Linked DNA regions of Rattus norvegicus: all the other regions are linked to region 2. Evidence: chromatin contacts called from public Hi-C data. All regions are on one chromosome and are shown on one strand. The core of a region is the stretch at or near the end of the contact, and the rest is flanking DNA. Distances in the headings are between cores, read along the strand shown.

Region 1 (4,483 bases), core at 1,954-4,453, 180 kb after region 2:
TGCTGTAGGTCAGGATGAGACTATGAAATTAAGAAGAAAAAAATTATTTCTGGCTTGCATTCACTGTCCTCAAAGGATGCATCTAGAAACATATCTCCTAGACTGAATTAGACCCAGTGAGTGTCAGATGTCTTGGGAGGGGCAGGAGTGATGTAAGAAGTCCAAGTTTCAGGTGTCCCCACTGGTCCACCCATTTCCCAGTTGTGTTTCTGTGAACACTGGGACTGATGGCAATAACCCAGACCTGACTAAGTCAGGCAGCATGTACGTGCAGGGGTTTGTAATAGCTTGTTTTTTTATCAGAGAGAGACAACAGGTAAGGGGGATGCCCTCCACAATGAACTCCTGAGTGCTCTCAAGCACACGTGTACACACACGTATATGCATCTGTCTGACATGGACTCTGAACATAACTGAGAACCGTGTACAGCTCTGGGAACCAGGGAGTCCAGAACACGAGTCCGGAAGGTGCAGGCTTCTAGCCATGTACCTTGGTCAGCTCATTTGATTTGTGCTTATGCTTATGTCAAAGGGTAACGATGCTTATTTTATCAGTGCACTCCTGGGAGTCGAGACCCAGTCTGAGTCACTGGGACACAAGAGTGTTTGATGTTTCTTTCCCCACTTCACAAAGTCCTTATAGAAAAGATGCCATGGCACCAATGACATCAAAAGACAGGGAAACAAGCAGGCCCCATTCCAGTTCTTAACTTTGTTTGAGAAAGGTTTTTCAAAACAAAAGTTTGTTTGTTTCTCTGTGTAGCTAGTCCTGGCTGTCCAGGGACTAGTGCTTGGCTTTTTCTCTTAGCTTTTATACCATGGTTAGAGGGTGTTTGCTAAAAAGGCCTTTCCATATCCTCTTGTTATTTATTTTATACTTATTTTTGTTTTCAAGGCAGGGTTTCTCTGTGTAGCTCTGGCTGTCCTGGAATTCATTATGTAGACCAAACTAGCCTTGAATTCAAAGAACTCAGAGATCCACCTGCCTCTCCTTCTCCCTCCAGAGTTTTGGGATTAAAGTCACGAGTCACCACCATCTGGCTCCTCTTGTTTTGAAATGAAACTACAAAAATTCCTTATAGCTCATGAAAAAAGAAAGATAAATTTAGGACAGATCAAACAGTATGAAAAAGGGAATGGACAAAGAGTGGGAATCCACAGTCCTCTCAGTTTGGTTGTATCACACTTTAGGATTCTGAGCAACTTTCTGGCCATTTTAACTCTGCATTCCTTCTTGCTTGTAGGGCTTTAGGACATGGTTTTTCAAATATTCAGTGTTTGCCCTACCACATAAATATCAGTTTTTAAAAAACAACCAGCCCTGGGCACATTTGTTTCCCTGTCACATTCACCCTTGTGCAACTGCTCTTTTGACTCCAGAAATTCTCCATGAAATTAAATAACTTAGTGTGTGTGTGTGTGTGTGTGTGTGTGTGTGTGTGTGTGTAATTCTCCAAGAAGGTAAATGTCATTACAGATGAGAGATTGGAAATACAAAGTTAAGCTGCCTGGAGAAGCAAGAGAGAAAGAACCCAGTAGCACCCACATCTTGGTTTCCAAATAATACAGCCCAGGAAAAAGAAGCAGGGCTCCTGCGAGCAAAGGCCGACTTCATGCTCTGTGATGAGCAGAGAGGAAGTGCTCAAGGGAGGAAGGATGGTAAAGGCCATCCTTTGATGAGGTTCCCTAGCCAAATTTGGGATGATCTGAGCAAAAACAAAACCCCAATATTAGATACAAATAATAATGATGAGGACAAAGGGGGAAATAAAAGCTGGTTGCAGAAGCATTAGAGCCAAGCGATGAAAAGTCAGTGCTACTGAAAAATAAAATTACAGAACTGCCAGTTCTAATAACTCATTTTGATAAGGATCATAATGGGTGCTGAAATGCTGAAGAAGTGTTGGGATATCTCCACGGACTAGCTAATTATTATGAAGAGGAACTATATATTTATAATGGAAAAGCACAATGTACAGCTACCTAATCCTTAGCCTTTGTCTTCCAAGGAGCACAATTGGATGTCCTGTTCTTCCTGCTGTGACACTGAGAAAGGCAAAGTAACACCTGTTAAACAAGAACAACCAACAGATGAAAAACCCAACACAAAGTTTCCCCAATCACAAGGTAGAAATAGGGCATAACCAAGATGTGGGATCCTCTGTGGGATAATGGCCTGGACTCAAGAGCCAGGGACAAGGTGGGGAGGCAGGAAGTATTCCCAGAGAATCTTCATTGATAGCCTCAATAATGTCAAGGGGTTGGAGCAAGGGAAAGGCTGAGAAACTGTCACAGCCTTGGGGAAATTGAGGAAACATGACAAGATACACTACAGGATCCCGGACCCTGTAAGAGGTAAGAGGACCTTAGTGGAGACACTGAAATCATAATAAAGTCTGCTGCCCATTAACTCATGGACCAGGAACTCTTTTCTTCTCAGTTTAGCATGGTTATGTAAGATGTTAGCACCAGGGAGGGTTGAGGGCTCTGTGGTTCAACTTCGCGACATTTTTACAAATCTAAAGTTATTCTAAATGTAACGTTTACAGACCTTGTTTAGAGCAGCACCTAGACACATTATTAAAATCTCTTCGGGAGACAGACTACTTTGAGGATAAAGCCTTGCAGATTTTGGTAGATGTGATAATTCTTACCAGTTGGAAATAAATACCAAAGTGTGGTACTCCCAAATGAAACAAAGCAAGAAGAGGAGGCAGGAGACAAAACACGTAGGATCACCATAAAGCTGCACACATCAGGGTAAGAGCTGCACACACAGACTTATGCAATGTTTTGTTTGCTTGTATCTGAAAATCCCCATACGAAGCTAAAAGAATAGAAAAGCAAAACAAAAAAAAAAATGCACACGCAGGCCAGGAAACAGGGCTTCCAGCTGGGCGACACAGGAACAGAAAACTCACCTAAAGGGTATTTAATTAATAAAACTGGCAAAATGTACATTATTTCTCTTGGTCCTTATTAACTGTAATTCCTCTGCCATGGAATTACACAGAAACCAAGGGTAACTTAAAAGGGGAAAGAATTCCATTAATAACATCCTAGTTACAAAGAAAAGTCCCTGACAGGAAGGATCTTCTGGCTGAATGGGACCTGCTGTGACGTGGGTAGAAGACCCATTGTCTGGCAAATCTGTGAAGATACAGTAGATTGGATACTTCAACTCCAGCGGTAGTTAATGCCCATCTCACGGACTCCATGCGACCTCTACCGTTAGGACAGTGGAGCTTGTGCCTCGATGTCAGGTGGATTTCAGCCTTTCTGGAAAACAAATTTTACCAAGCCAAACCAAAATTCAAACAAACAAACAAGCAACCACAAAAGAACGCAGTACAGAACGGCGAGGCTAGGCTCTACCCTCATCCCAGTTTTCTGGACACAACTGAATGCTGAGGATTTGGGAGGAGTGTTTTCTTTTCTTTTCTTTCTTTTTTTTTTTTTTTTTTTTTTTTTTTTTTGTTGAGTTTTCCCTCGCCCAACATGCCACCATTTTAACACGTAAAAGAAAGTATAAATCCCTTAGCCTTGGTTTTCATGGTGTGTTTTATATTCCGGATCCAGGGAAGCTGGGGCCATTCATTGTAAAGGTATTTTCCTAGCAGTGCACCTTGTGTTGTTCTTGGGCCTTGAGAAACTCAGGAGTTTCCAAATTTAGCTAGAAGGGGCGCCGGAAGCCAACCGAGGGCCGCGGGACCGGGCGCATCACATTCTTCTAAAGTATTAGCTTTTTACTTGCTTCTGTGTGTCACTTCGGCCACGGGATGGAGACGTGACACAGACAACTACGGCCCCACAGAAGGCCACGAGAGGCTCGTGAGGCCGCAGATGCTCTGTGTCTACCCTCCGCCGTCCGGCTCGCCTTGGCAGAGGTGGCAACACACACCGAAGGCGAAGAACCCACCTCCAACCGGAACGCGTTGAACGCGGGTGCCTAGGGCCGGAGCGGAATCAGGCGGTGGAACGGACGTAGCTAGAGGGGGCCGGGCTTCGGAGGGTTCAACCAATCCAGACTGTTTTATTTTGCATAGTTCCAGAGCATTCTGGTTAACAGGAAAAAGCCTAAATTTAAGTATTTTTAACTTAAAATTAGCACAAAGGAGCATAAAATGGGTGATTTAACATCGAGAAAAGATTTAGGATTCTTTTTTAATCATAAAATACATGGGCAGCACGGAAAGTTCGGCACGGAAAGTCACCACATGTGGAAAATTACTAGTCTCCATGGCCTTATATACTTAGCGGCTGCCTCTCCTACCTCGGATGTGAGGGCGATCTGGCTGCGACATCTGTCACCCCATTGATCGCCAGGGTTGATTCGGCTGATCTGGCTGGCTAGGCGGGTGTCCCCTTCCTCCCTCACCGCTCCATGTGCGTCCCTCCCGAAGCTGCGCGCTCGGTCGAAGAGGACGACCTTCCCCGAATAGAGGAGGACCGGTCTTCGGTCAAGGGTATACGAGTAGCTGCG
Region 2 (4,156 bases), core at 1,403-3,902:
AAGGACCCAGCATTTATCATTAACCACAAAAGATTCCACCCTTGGCAATTTCTACATTTTACTAAGGGAATGGATTTAATATCAGGCACGAGGTGTGCCTATGTTGATCCACTCGTCTTGTGCTGAAGAGTGGAATATGTGAGCTCTCCCAGCTCTCACATGTGACTTCCCCAAGGAGTGTAGCTGGCACTGTCTTCATAGTTTTAGGAATCAAACTCCCTGTGCCACCAAATGTCACTAAAGAATTACCCCAGTTTGGCTTCTTAAACTTAATTTTAATTTTATATTTTATGTGTATGTGTGTAAGTCTTTGTGGGTCTCAGCACATGTGTGGGAGCTCTCAGATGCCAAAAGAAGGTGTTGGATCCCATGGGAGGGACTGGAGATCCTGGCTGTTGTGGGAGCTCAGCAAGGGTGCAGGGAAATGAACTCCAGTTCCGTTCATGAGCTGTACATGCTCTTAACTGCTCAGCCAACTCTACAGTCCCAATTCTTCATTACACCTCCACCTCCTCCTCCTCTTCCTCCTCCTCCTCCTCCTCCTCCTCCTCCTCCTCTTCTTCCTCCTTCTCCCCCTCCAGACAAGGTGTCCCTATGTAGCTTGTGCTGTCCCAGAACTCACCATGTAGACTAGGCTGGCCTTGAATTCACAGAGATCTACTGCCTCTACCTCCCAATTAAAGCAAGCACAGATTCCCCATCCCTAATCAATGGTAGTTCATGTGTGAGGAGAGATCCAACACTCATGGAGTGTGGCTGGACCAACACGATCTATCAGTGTCTGTGAACCGACTGTATGCTTTCTACATAATGGCTATGATGAAATCTGAAGTTAATGCAGCAATAATTGCCCTGGACTTTGGCTATAGGCTGTACCTTGTAAACAGATAACATGCAGTACTCCCATAGGCTTGTATACATCTAGGCATGTACATATTCGAACTCTTCTTGTGCGGTGACGAATGACCCCACAAATCAGTGTTGAGTACAGGTTAACAGTTTAGTGCTCACCGAGGACATAGGTGTGTGTTCCCACATGAGCTAGGGTATATTCATGTCTGCATCTCTTAATCTATCCAAGGGATGCATATAGTCCTCAGAAGACAGCATGTGTCTGTGCCACTGATAAGTGATGTAATGAACGGGAAGGATGCTGGGTAAATGCTCAGGAAGGCTAGCTATTGCTACACTGTCTTGCCATCCATCTCACAGCTTATCATGAGTCGCAGGCTCAGTAAAGCCACGAATTCCAAATTCTCAGGCCATTGTTCTTCTATGGCACCTGTCTGTTTGACCCGCAAGCAACCATTTTAATGCCACTCTGTGAGCCGAGCATTTTTTTTTTAATTAACTTAAGTATTTCTTATTTACATTTCGAATGTTATTCCCTTTCCCGGTTTCCGGGCAAACATTCCCCCTAATCCCCCCCCCCCCCCCCGTCCCCTTCTTTATGGGTGTTCCCCTCCCCACCCTCCCCCCATTGCCGCCCTCCCCCCAACAATATAGTTCACTGGGGGTTCAGTCTTAGCAGGACCAAGGGCTTCCCCTTCCACTGGTGCTCTTACTAGGATATTCATTGCTACCTATGAGGTCAGAGTCTAGGGTCAGTCCATGTATAGTCTTTAGGTAGTTAAGCCGAGCATTTTTATACATCATTTTAACGACATTTGATGTTAACAACCATTTAAACATCACTCAGACCCTTGTTTGGACACAGTCATATGAAAGTTTAAACATGGTGCCTGTGTTGGCTTGAGTGCATACTCAAAAATTACTCCTAAGGTAAGACCAGCATTGTTCTGTAGAAATGTACTACGATGCTCAGTAGACACTAGTTTGCATGAGGTAGATCCAGATGGTGAATCAGCCTTATGTATTAAGATGTTTAGTAACTTGAGACCTGTGAAAAGTCACCATATGTCATGATGAAGTCATCTGTACTATGAGGGCCTTTATATGTTGCCTTTGGACAAGTCATAAGGAAACCCATAGCTCGCCTTTGTGACAAATCTCTAAAGTAGAGTCAGGAAAACTAAACCACATAACACAACCAAGACAATTAGGGGTTCTCAGACCTGTTCAAAGCTCCAAGTCTATATGCAGATAAACACCATTATATCTCTGTACAGTTTTTATTGGTCATCTTATAATACATTGTTTAGTTATTGTTGAATGTAAATAACAAATCAAAGTTGGGTGTGGTGGCACATGCCTTTGATATCAGCACTTGGGAAGCAGAGACAGGCAGATCTCTGTGAGTTCAAGGCCAATCTGCTGTACAGAGCAAGCTCCAGGACAGCCAAGGCTACACAGGGAAATCTTATCTCAAAAAAAAAAAAAAGAAAAAAAATCACAAAATTTTATACACACACACACACACACACACACACACACACATATATACAATTTCTATGATCCTTTTTTCATCAACCTCTACTATTTTGCATAATAAGATACTTTCTCAAAAATCAAACAAAAACAAAACATGGTAATAAAGAGAAACAGGAAAGGTTCAGAGAACAGTGACAGAGTTCAGGTTAGCCCCGTGGCTTGGGGTAAACATTGATTGTCCTTTTTTTTTTCTCCATGAGACAGAGTTTCTCCCTGTAACTCTGGCTGACCTGGAACTCACTTATGTAGACCAGTCTAGCTTCGAACTCAGAGGTCAGCCAGCCTTAGCCTCCCGAGTGCTGGGATGAAAGGTCACCACTCCCAGCCACTGGTGTTTTTTATGTTCTTTTGCTGTCGTTCTTTATTCATATTCCTACTTAATTTGCATGAACAGCGACTCTTTACAAATACATGTGGCTCTTACAGAGAGAACTCTTTGGTCATAGTGTCTGGAATGTAATATATGACTTTTTTAATAAAAAAATCTTTTTATTACAAAAAAGAAATAGAGGGTTGATAAGTAGATGTTAAGTTTCAAAAGTAAAATACCTTGTGAAAGCAGTAAACACAAAAGTTATAACATAAACCAACATTATGCTGCATATAACATTAAGAGCAAATATGTAAACAAGCTATTTGAAAGTTATTAATCAGAAGAGTAGAAGGGACCAGGCTCAGTGACTACTATAGCCATACCACGGTTTGTAGAGCAACTCCCCATACCCCAGTCCTATTCCAACAAACGCACAGGTCTGACTGCGATGGTCAGTGCTCACTGTGAGAAGTCTCGAAAGTGCACTGGCAGTCGGCACTGTGGCAGCAATATAGAGAATCACACTGAAAGACCCCCGGAGAGGACCTTTCCCTCAGGAGGAGTCCCAAGCGCCCAATGACCGAACCTAGTCCACTCGGATGCGATCAGCAAGAGGGTTTATTGGAAAACACAGGTACTTGCGGGCACACAGTCTCTTCGGAGGACTGCGCGCCCAGCAGCTCCAGCATGGGGCTTTTATAGGGATTGGGGAAGCAGAAGCGGGTGTACAGAAGCAGATGCATAGTTACGGGGATTGGTGGATTCAAACGAGGCACATAGACATGTTCACATATGATTGGCTATTTCACATGATGAGGTAATAAGGTATAGCTACACACATTGGCAGGTTTGGGGCGTCCTGGATGTCGGGGGCTGGGGGCTTATCTCTTCCTGCCAGGTGGCCTGTGAGTCAGATCCAGTACTCTGGTCTGTTCTGCATTCCTTTCCTTTTATGGTCTGTTAGTTCTAGCGGCAGGGCGGGGCTGCCTGGACTTGCTTTTCACAGTGTTTAGTCCTGAGGTTGTGAATTTTGAAACATACTCTTTTAACTTCATAATTTTAAACCTTAAATCTGTATAATTTTCCTTTCAACACAACCATGGCGGCAGATTGTCCCACATGGAGAATTTACAATCCATACTGAGATATCTGACTGCTGCTAGCTAGGTAGGCGTGCTTATTCAAGTTCAGTACCACCCATAAGAATAGGCGACTTCTGTTGATATTACATATATGTTTTATGTATATAATATTACATAGATGATATTCTTCCCTAAAAGTATTAAACCAGCATGGGGCGGTGGTGCATGCCTTTAATCCCAGCACTCAGGAGGCAGAGGCAGAGGCAGAGTCAGAGAGGGAGAGAGGCAGAGAGGCAGAGAGGCAGAGAGGCAGAGAGAGGCAGAGAGAGGCAGAGAGGCAGAGAGGCAGAGGGAGGCAGGTAAGCCTCTT
Region 3 (4,593 bases), core at 576-3,075, 250 kb after region 2:
GAAATGGCTCACAATCACCTGTGACTCCGGTTGCAGGTGATCCAATGCCTTCTGGCCGTTTTGGGTACACTCGCACTCACGGTGGCACATACACTTACACAGGTGTACACACACAGAAATAAACGTAAGTCTTTTAAGGAGAGGAATTAAAAGGCAGATAAGAAATCTCGGGGAGTCTATGTAGAGCCATCATACGATTCTGAAGAAACACAAGCCTCCTCCTGGGGTTCTAAGTCTCATTAATAAAAGAATTTAAACTTGGACACAAATGGAATCTCAAGAACTAGGAAAACTCTAGGACTGGAGAGTGGGAAAACCGGAAACTGCCAGGAAGAAGATAGAGGCAAAGGAGCAGGCATGGAACAGGACCAGAAGGGTAACTTCAGAGAACAAAGAAGCTCAAAGCATTAGTTAGGGAGTGTAAAAGTATTCTTGGGCTCTAGCTAGAAAATATTTACCTGGGTCTGCCTGAACACATCATGGTGGCTTCTAGGGAATGCCACCCTAAATTCTGGGAAGGAAAATTACATTATCATAAACTGATTCCTAGGGTGATCCCATAGCCAAGTTCCTGATCTATCCACACTAGATTCATCTATAAGGGAGGAGACAACACAGTCTCCACTAGCGGTGGAGTCCATTATTTACAAAACCAGCGGAGGACAGGTTCCTGAGTGCTCAGCCCTAAATGGGACATCTATATCCACGTCCCAGTCCCTAGCTCCGGGAACATTAAAGAAGTCGGGGTGGAGAGAATGTAAGAGCCCAAGGGTGGGAAAGAGTGCTCTGAGAGGCTGTCTTCTGGGCATGTCGCGACAGGTGTATTCATCAAACCATTGCAATTATGATTATTTCTACAAAATCAAGCCCAAAAGTTGAGGTAATATTCCAGCATTAACTGAACTCGGTGGGTTACAAACTAAATAAACAACATACACAGGATTTGCAATTTCTTACTGTAATCAAGTTGTACCCCTTCCCTTTTACCTCCATGTCTTTGCCGAAGACGTACTTCATTTCTGAGCTCCAGAATAAAGTAGCACAATAAAATTGTAAATTCTGTTTAGTCGGGTGAATGTAGCTTCCTGGTTGTTACATTCTAACACTTAACAGAAACTCAATAAATGTTGTCTAAATGTCAGAGGCTGGGAAGCCCGTAAGTTTTGCTAGCATATGCCTGCAGGTGAAAAAGTTCTAAAATGTGCAACCCAAGTGTCTTCTATTGACGTGGAATCGGATGTTTGGACTGTAAGAAGTGGCACCGGGTTGGGGGTGGGTGGGTGTTAAGTTCCGGCCGAACGTGGAACAGTCGACTACAGATCCCAGAGTGCCTTGTAGAGTCGTCCCCTTCTGGAGTCGGGTTTCAGGCCTTGGAAAGGCACGTCCTTCCCCCGTTGTATTGTGGGATATGTAGTTCGACGTGATTTGCGTTGGCTGTTACCACTCTCCGGCTGCACACATGAACGTACGTTTTCTTCCGTCCAGAGACTGTGGGGTGCAATGATTGTTGAGTTTTCGCTCTCTCTTCTCATTCTGACAGGGCACCCAATGTCCAGAGCGCCTATAGTACTATTTCCTAGTGTCCAATTAGGATGGATTCAGGGGCTCTATTCCAAATTCAGGTTCAAACATTTTAAGCTAACATCTGCTCCTTCCTGCCTGGGTGTTCTAAGCATCAAATAAGAGGGTTGAGTGAGGCAGGTCAGCTTAGTTACGCCGACCGCCGACCGCCGCACACAGTAGGCCCATCGCCCTAGCCCGCGACCGGTGGCTGCTAGCCAAGCAGGCGGCTGCAGTGCGCATGCGTGGCGCGGCGGCGCAGTTTCCGCAGCAGAGCCGGCAGCTCCGCCGCTGCGTCCAGACGTCTCCTGCTGGGCCGACGCTCGGGTCTTCCCTCCGTGCTCGGCCTCCGCGGACGACCGGCGACCCCTCCGCAGCTCGAGTCCCAGGCCGCCGCAGCGCGCCTGCCTCCGGCCCCCTGTCCCGCGAAGATGGCTGCCGTACGCCGGGCCCGCAGTTACTGCCGCTGCCTGGTGCGCTTCTCCGACCGAGAACTCTGCTAAGCCGCGCTGCAGCAGACGGGCAGGAGTAGACACCGGGCAGCAGCCACCCCTCCGGGAGCCGGGCGCGGGGAGCCCCTCGACTGGGCCGGCCGCCCGCCAGCATGGTAACCGGGGAGGGAGGGCAGCGAGGGCCGGGCAATGGGAGCGGGAGATGGCCCCAGGTGAGGACAGGGTTTGACGGACAGCGGAGGAAAGGCCCGCTTCGGTCGCTCAAGACTGCCCGAGCTGAGAGTCGTGTCTCAGGTGAGCTGTCTTGGCTTCTGCACGAGGGAGGTGGCCCTGGCAAGCGGAGACACTTGTTGATTGCTCCTGTTCTGGCAGCCCGGCCCATGGATGATTTCAGGAGTTTGGGACGCACGCCCCCCGAGGCGTCAGTGACCCGGGTAGGATGTTGGCAGGCAGTCCTGGCAAACTGGGTTTGAAGGGACTCCTGCCTAGTTTCGTGATAGGGCCTAAGCCAGTGCGGACGGAGAGACTGCGCTAAGCTCCATGTGTGACAGCTCGTGTCTCACGGGACTGTTGCATGGAATGTATAGTCTCTGCAATGACTTAAGAAACTAATCTCCCGCTAGGGCTGAATGATTTAAGAATGAAAGATACCAGACTGACTGGGAGAACACTCAAGTAGCTATTTTTTTTTTTTTACGTGAATTGACTGAAACGGTATATTTTATGCAACTAGTCTGGTGCACAGAAAACACACTAATTTGATTATTCTTCTAAACTTTCAAAAGTAGTCCTCTGACCAGGATTATGTCCTTAACCATTATGTTCAGTTAATCTCATCTGTGAAGAAACTAGCCCACTAAACTATACGAAAGATTAACTAAATTCCTGCTTATTTCAAGTGGGATTGAAATCGATCAAATGTAGTAAAATCCCAGTTCTTACTGTCAAAATCGAGGTTAACAGTGGATTCTGTTCTGAGATAGGCATTCTGTATTCAACTAGTTATTTTTGAGCCTCTTATGAGCCTGGCATGGTGTGGATTTTCATACAGTACCAGATTTTCAGTGTTACCAAACCTATAAACTGTGATCCGTGATAAACTTTTAATCACAAATGACACATCTGAAAAGATGACCCAGAAATCACTAATTCTCTTTACGGATCAATCCCTCTCTTCTTAAATTAATGTTTTAAAGTGTGTGTGCTAGATAGCTTTATGTCAGCTCAGCACAGGCTAGAGTCATTTGAGAGGAAGGAAACTCAATTGAGAAAGTACCTCTGAAAAGTCAGGCAAGCCCGTAGGACATTTTCCTAGTGACTTATGGGGAAGGGTCCAGCCCTTTGTGGATGGTGCCATCCCTTGGCAGGTGGTCCTGGGTTCTATGAGAAAGTTGGCAGAAGAAGCCATGCAGGAACAAGTCAGTAAGCAGCACCCCTCCATGGCCTTTGCATCAGCTCCTCCCTCCAGAATCCTGCCCTGTTTGAGTTCCTGACCTGACTTCCACCATCGATGAACAGTGATGTAGAAATGTAAGCCAAATAAACCAAGTCCTCCCCAAGTTGCTTTTGGTCATGGTGTTTCATCACAGCAATTGTGACCCTAACTAAGACACCAGGCCAGGTATATGTGCAGGTGCCCAAGAGGCCAAAAGAGAATTCCAATCCCTTGTGCTATTATGTGCTGCTGGACATGGACGCTGGGAACCAAACTCAGGTCCCCTGAAAGACTGTCCAGCCCTCGACTGCTGAACCATCTCTCCAGCTCACAGATGTCTCTCCAAAGAAAAGGAGATCAGAGTATAATGGCTCACACTCAAATTCCTCCTAGCACTCAAGAGTCTGAGGCAGGAAAATCACTATAAATTCAAAGCCAGCCTGGGCTACACAGAGACTTTACCAAGAATCATGTGGTGCGTTTGGTCCTAAAGGTTCCAACTGTGACCAAGGTGTGTTCTCTGCCTTCAGTGTACTTTTTCTACTGAGGGAGACAGTACAAATATGAATGTATTTGTAAGGTAGCACAAAAGACAGCTGGAAAATGCTGCTGACTTGAACCCTTATGTGAATGGAAGGTAAGCGGCTAAGCGAGAAAGATGCAGTCCAGGTCCAGAAGAATAAGCAGCACATTGAGTAGCACCAACTGAGTGGAGCAGGGGACGTTCTTTAGATCAGGCTAGCTTAGTCTGACTGCCCAGAACAGCAACGTTCTCTCTGGGACTCAGGTCCTCTCTTGTTAGCTATAGTTAGGATTTACAGTGATAAGTCAGACTCTTAGAGAGAAGTATACTTTTCAGTGGGGTCTGTGCATTTCAAAGTCCCTCTTGTATTTCCTAGTAGATCAGTTTCTTTCTTTCTTTTTTTTTTTTTAAAGATTTATTTATTTAATGTATATATAAGTACACTGTAGCTGTCTTCAGACACACCAGAAGAGGGCATCGTATCCCATTACTGATGGTTGTGAGCCACCATGTGGTTGCTGGGAATTGAACTCAGGACCTCTGGAAGAGCAGTCACCACTGAACTATCTCTCCAGCCCCAGATCAACTTCTTATTTCAACAAAATACCTGAGATCACTTATAA

What was found. A called contact is a pair of places that touch in the nucleus more often than the background predicts.
Region 1: a Hi-C map of liver shows a contact between it and region 2, with 6 times the contacts expected there. The contact joins two enhancer-like sites. A contact is called at or near these places in 6 of 12 Hi-C or Micro-C datasets (the A7r5 cell line, Schwann cells, kidney and 2 more) and 1 of 1 datasets of contacts at active chromatin or transcription factors (oligodendrocytes).
Region 3: a Hi-C map of liver shows a contact between it and region 2, with 3 times the contacts expected there. The contact joins the promoter of Fbxo9 here to the enhancer-like site in region 2. A contact is called at or near these places in 3 of 12 Hi-C or Micro-C datasets (kidney and liver).

Annotation. Positions count from the first base shown.
Region 1 is chr8:87,930,716-87,935,198 of GRCr8, reverse strand. No RefSeq gene overlaps it. Among named protein-coding and RNA genes, the nearest start is that of Gsta4, 14 kb to the left of the region's middle. Within about 2 kb of position 3,203, at least 91 of the 93 cell types and tissues checked have an H3K27ac peak or open chromatin away from gene starts, as enhancers often do. A contact at or near this core is called in liver, where this site is marked.
Region 2 is chr8:88,111,192-88,115,347 of GRCr8, reverse strand. No RefSeq gene overlaps it. Among named protein-coding and RNA genes, the nearest start is that of Ooep, 8.4 kb to the right of the region's middle. Within about 2 kb of position 2,652, at least 3 of the 93 cell types and tissues checked have an H3K27ac peak or open chromatin away from gene starts, as enhancers often do. A contact at or near this core is called in liver, where this site is marked.
Region 3 is chr8:87,861,172-87,865,764 of GRCr8, reverse strand. Fbxo9 (f-box protein 9) reads left to right here and starts at 1,825. Exons shown (of 13, transcript NM_001011998.1): 1 at 1,825-2,167. The coding sequence starts at 2,165.